2 separate regions of the Zea mays genome follow, and region 1 is linked to region 2. Evidence: chromatin contacts called from public Hi-C data. All regions are on one chromosome and are shown on one strand. Each heading gives the region's core, a stretch centred on a gene start, on an enhancer-like site or on the middle of the called end of the contact. The rest is flanking DNA. Distances are from core to core; before and after follow the strand shown. Region 1 has its middle 11 kb from the start of LOC103641236. Region 2 has its middle 32 kb from the start of LOC100501068.

Region 1 (2,700 bases), core at 174-2,673, 120 kb before region 2:
AAGGAGGAAAAGGTTGAAGAGTCAAATAAGTGACTCTACCAATCTTCCCAAACTAAATATCCCCAAACAGAACAAGGACTCTAAGAAAAGGTTCCAGAATAAGATCAAGCATGATCACCAGGCTTCTACAAGCAACAGTCAGGCAATTTCATAGTTCCCCATGACACGTGCCTCTATTACAAGAAGACAGGGCATTAGAATAGAAAGTGCCTAGAATTGTTGCAGTACCTTCTAGTGAATGTGATTCCGTTCAAGCCAAAGGCTCCTAGACGGCCGACAAACAGTTATAGTGGTTAACAGAAATGAAGCACACACTGAACTTCAGTTTTGAGATTAGACGATCAGCACATCCACTGTCACTTCGATGATAGACAATGACAGACATTGTGTGTTATTCAGTTTGATAATAAAGATGTTGGTCTTGCCATCCGACGAGACATGATTTATTTATCTTCGCATAGTGATGCTGTTAACGTCTTAGATACACCAGAAAACGATCCAGCCAACAATGGCAGAAAAATAAAACGAAGTGATGGAGACACCTCATCGACATTATGGAACTATCATTTGGATCATATTTCAAGGGGGAGAATAGAGTGTCTCGTTAAGAAAGACATTCTCCATTCCTTAGACTTTACAGACTTAGAGCAATACAGACATTACGTTAAGAATAAATTTGCTGAAGAATGCAACTATCTGTAAGAATAGAGCCGCTTCATTCTCCTTCGCTCCTCCACCAAACACACCGACACCGTTAGTCTTGGAATGGGGTGGAACACCGCATCCAACAGCTCAGTTGGTGGTGACCGGTGAGATACATGTGCGCCGAATGTTGTTGGAACGAGCCTTCACATTGGTTGTGCTCCACTGTTACTCTACAAACGCTGTAATTCCTACACTGTCAGTCAGTTGCTTCCTCTCTCACTATTTCGGTAGCTGCGCGCATGGCTCCTAAAGTATATATATGCTGTCTTCTATTGTTCCTGTTTGACAGGATGCTAGCACCGAAAGTGCTCAGCGGCATGCCGTATCATTCTCAAGTCGGCAGCAGGCTGCTGAAAGAAGAGAGAGGGAGAGAGCTTTCTGTTCACTCGAGTTTCTTTGAGACCCTTCTTTTCGCGATGGAGTTCCCGATCGAAGATCCTGTCAGCATGGACTTTATCATATATATGCTTTCAACCATGCATCTTGTCAGTGTACACTGTACACACAGTTTTTTTAACAGTGCACAGCAAGTAAAAAAAGACGAGTAGAGTCCATCGAACAGAGAGGCCACTACGGAAGCAATGCAAGCAGCGACACATGTCTTCACAGTAGACAGCAGGGTCCGATTCGGTGGCCGGATCTCGTAGGGCGCTGTTGGACATGCACGCATGTCCCTCCGGGTCCGGCGGCGAGAAGAAGCTGAGTTGGACCGTTCTGGAAGAGCTCGACACGCATGCACACACCACGACGCAACATGGTCAGTGTACAGTGGATGAGCACACACACAGCCACACAGAGAGAGAGAAAGAGAAGGAGCACCACTCGATCACTGGACCAGCGTGCCCCCAGGATCCGTCGAGATAGAAAGCAACACACATGTGCACGTTCACGGCGCAGGCAGGGGCAGGATCGATCTGGCCCGAGAAGCGTGTGCAGCGTCGTCGACGGCTGTCGTTGGTGTGCTGACCACTGTGCCGCCTTACCTGGGAACAGAGAGACACGGCCGGGCCGGGCGGGAGGACCATCGTCTTGCTTTCCTCTCCATCAAGGAATGCGCGCAAAGTGGGCGTGACCACCACTGATCAGAGAGGCATGCATGTGCATCCTGTGCTGCATATGCAGGCTCGTATCGTACGTGCTCGTCATTGCCCCGGGTGTGCTGCCGTGTGCGTCCAGAAAAGAGAGAGGGGGGAAGTGGTTTGGTTTGGTGGCTGGCAAGGCATGCAGTCGTGCGTGCGGTGCGGGTGCGAGTGTCATGCGCGTGCGTGCATGCTCGGAATGGGAGCTTTCAGCTAGCAAGCCGTGGCCGAGACAGAGACGTGTCCTTAGCTGCGTGCGTCCATCTGCTGCTCCCGTCGCCATCCCGCCTGCTTGATCATCCCCTACCCACCAGACTCGCCGCGCGGCCGCGACAGGGACGGCAGGCATGTGTGTTAACAATCCAGACAACAGAATAGCCGCCACAAGTCTCAGGAACTAGAGAAGGTGAGATGGAGGAGAAGAAGAACAGTAGAATTAGGGTTCATCATTCTCGACGACCTTCCTCTCAGCGGACAAGCTGTTTAAGTATCTCATTACATGGCCTCCGGCCCATTAATTAATCCAGTCGCGGCCCACAACCCTGGGATTCGGCCTGCGTGCACGGCGGCCCCTTTCTTCTCCTCCGGCTTCCGACTTGGTGCTCTGTTCCTCTGAATGTGCCTTGGCAGCTATGCTGACATTCCCCTCTCCAAGAGATGGCGGTTGTCCCCAAGCCGCCGCAGTGGGAAAACGTTGACGCAAGGCCACCTCGTCCTCCCATGTGTCAAGGGCTTCATCACAGTTGGACCAGCGCACCTTGACTTGAGCCACATGATGTCCGCCGCGTGAGACTGAGCGCCGCGCAAGCACCAGAACAGGGACCTGTACATCCATGTGAATATGAGGTAAAGACTGACTGACGAGGTCAACAGATTTCACACTGGGTTTGAGCTGGGAGACATGGAAAATGGGATG
Region 2 (2,700 bases), core at 64-2,563:
TTTCAAAGTAATAATGAAAATAGTTTGGTGATGGGTATGATAATGTGTAGTGTTTGGAGAGTTGTTCCCATAATTTAAAAAAATAGTTTACTGTTTTTTGGAGGTTTTTTAGATTCTTAATTGGTCGAGTGCTTTTCGACACTCGGCAAAGTCTTTGACGAGTGTCCAAACAAAAGTACTAGGCAACGAACATTTTACCGATAAATTGTTTACCAAGTATTCTTTGCCGAGTGTAAAATGATATTTGCCGAGTGTATGAGACACTCGGCAAAGAACGTGAGTCCGGTAGTGTATATCCCTATCTTCTCTCTTCCACGACCACCGAGCCTATGGTGTCCTCGCAAGCAAGCTACAGTGATGCCACGTCAGGGATCATCTGGCTTCAGGTTCTTCTTCGCGAAATTGGCATTTTTTTTCTTCCACGACCACGGAGCCTATGGTGTGATAACATAGGCGCTACATATCTCATGGCAAAACCAGTTTTTCATCGTCGCATGAAACATGTGGAGATTGATTATTATTTTGTCCGAGAGCGTGTTGCCATGAAATGGCTTGAGGTTTGTGCCATATCGTCGAAGGATCAAGTGGCCGACATTATGACAAAGGCGCTTCCTACTTCAGCATTCAAGCATTTCAGAAACAATCTGAACTTATTTCCACGGTGTCCAGATTGAGGGGGGTATTAGATGAAAACACAGTCTATTCCTATATTAGAGAGAGCCGCATCCCTCTACCGTGGTTCACGGTGGATTAGTTGTGGATTACGATCTCATCCATGTATATCTCTATCTTCTCTCTTCTTTGTAACCACATATATCAGTAATATATAAACATCGGGTGTGACCCCTAGAGGGCATCCAGCCAAGCCAATTAACATCGTTGATACAAAATAGTCAACTCGTAACAGCGATATCTTCAAAAATATATAGGTGATGTGATGCTGTTCTTGGTGTCCAAAGAAAGACATTTGAGTCGGCTACAACTTTATTCATTCATATAGGCACAACAATTATTCAAGTCTCTAAGATGCCTAAACATATATAATGATGAACAAGGACGACGACACTGCTCAGTCTAACTGAAAAAATTCAGAACGTTAGACGAATTTGATTTATTCTGAGGATTATATTATTACTCCACGGAACCCTAACCAAAGTAGCGCTTTAATCCATGCATAAAACACGGCCAAAATCAGTGGATTAATATTTGGCATCTCACCTAAGCTAACTAGGAAAACCTTAGCGCGAGCACGTACGACGAAGAAACTTCTGGCGACTATATACTTTCCGCCATACGTTACAGGTGGTGGTACAGGTAGGCCCCAGCTAGGTTCTAACCATGCATATACAGTGCCAGCCCAGCTTAAGTATTATTGGGCCATAGCTAGCTAGCGGCCGAGGTAGAACGTCTTTCCGCGAGTTTCTGTAGCGGTCCTGGGTGTTAGTTTACAGGTGCTGATCATGCTGTGCTGGTCCATGTCCATCCATCCATAGAGATCATGGACATGACATATATTCTTGTGCTCCTCCGGCCGGCCCGGGTGGATTGATGCATGATGAGGAGGAACTAACACACAAGTGCAAGCTTAGCTAGCAGATCGGCACCGATGCATCGCCATCGGGCCATCATGCCATGTATTCCGCACTCTAGCTTATTCGGTCAGGGAAATTGCAGGACCAATATAATGGTCCCCAAGTTGCATGTTTTGATATGCGAAAGGGACTCACGAGCAATTGCATGCATGCTCAGTGGACGAGTGGAGCACATCCAGCTGAGCTGAGTTGAGAGAGAAATTCCTGCAGGGCATATATCTGAGGCGCAACAAATGTACGTCAGTTGATGCTGGAACAACATCACATGATTGATATGAGAGAGAGAGAGTGTGGATGCAAAATTCAAGTACCTTCAATTGCCTCTCTCTCTCTCTCTCTCACTAGATTCTGAATTGTAGTAGTTGAGTCTGTCTGCCCCCCTCCTACTCATGACCATCACCCATCCCATACACACGGTGTGCCCACCCAATAAATAAACCGGCTCTCAAAGCACAAAACCATCATCATCCCCGGACAAGAAATATCCTCCAATGGAGGCTAGATTGCAGGCGCTACACTACAACAGGAGCGACGAGACGCGCGTCTGAATTTCAGCGCATTAGTAGTCTACAATATCTCGGGCTAGCTAGCTCATCACCACATGCATGGCACCCACACAACTCCATCAGAGACGTACGACCGACCGAGTTTCAGGAGGTCTCCAGCTGCTCGATCAGTTTCTGCTCAGTACTCCTTACAAAAACAAAATAAAAAATAAAACCACTTCGCAGATCTCCAGATATATATACACACATATATACACCTGCCCTGCTTTGAGAAGATCGATATAGTTTTCGCTTAGTAAAGCTAGCAGCAGTCTTTATGTTTAGTCACTGCTAAACTTTGCGAGCCCACACCACACACACACACACACACACGCCATGATCACTGTGGCCGCCAAAGCGGGGCAGTGGAATAAAGCATGCAAATGAATGAATGGCAGCTGCTGGGGAAAAACTGAACAAGTACACCACCATACTTTTTTCCATGTCATGCAAAGGGCAGCCCAAGCCCACAGCAGCTGATTTGGTGTGTGTACTACACTACACTGCACTGCACCAAGCTTTGAGGCAGCTAGCTAGCTGGCTGGCTGGTTTCAGTCCTCAGA

Evidence for each region. A called contact is a pair of places that touch in the nucleus more often than the background predicts.
Region 1: a contact with region 2 is called in a Hi-C map of ear, with 2.4 times the contacts expected there. The contact joins two enhancer-like sites. A contact is called at or near these places in 6 of 25 Hi-C or Micro-C datasets (ear, leaf, root tip and 1 more).

The regions. Positions count from the first base shown.
Region 1 is chr10:76,187,299-76,189,998 of Zm-B73-REFERENCE-NAM-5.0, reverse strand. No RefSeq gene overlaps it. Among protein-coding and RNA genes, the nearest start is that of LOC103641236, 11 kb to the right of the region's middle. Within about 2 kb of position 1,423, at least 14 of the 20 cell types and tissues checked have an H3K27ac peak or open chromatin away from gene starts, as enhancers often do. A contact at or near this core is called in ear, where this site is marked.
Region 2 is chr10:76,068,499-76,071,198 of Zm-B73-REFERENCE-NAM-5.0, reverse strand. No RefSeq gene overlaps it. Among protein-coding and RNA genes, the nearest start is that of LOC100501068, 32 kb to the right of the region's middle. Within about 2 kb of position 1,313, at least 14 of the 20 cell types and tissues checked have an H3K27ac peak or open chromatin away from gene starts, as enhancers often do. A contact at or near this core is called in ear, where this site is marked.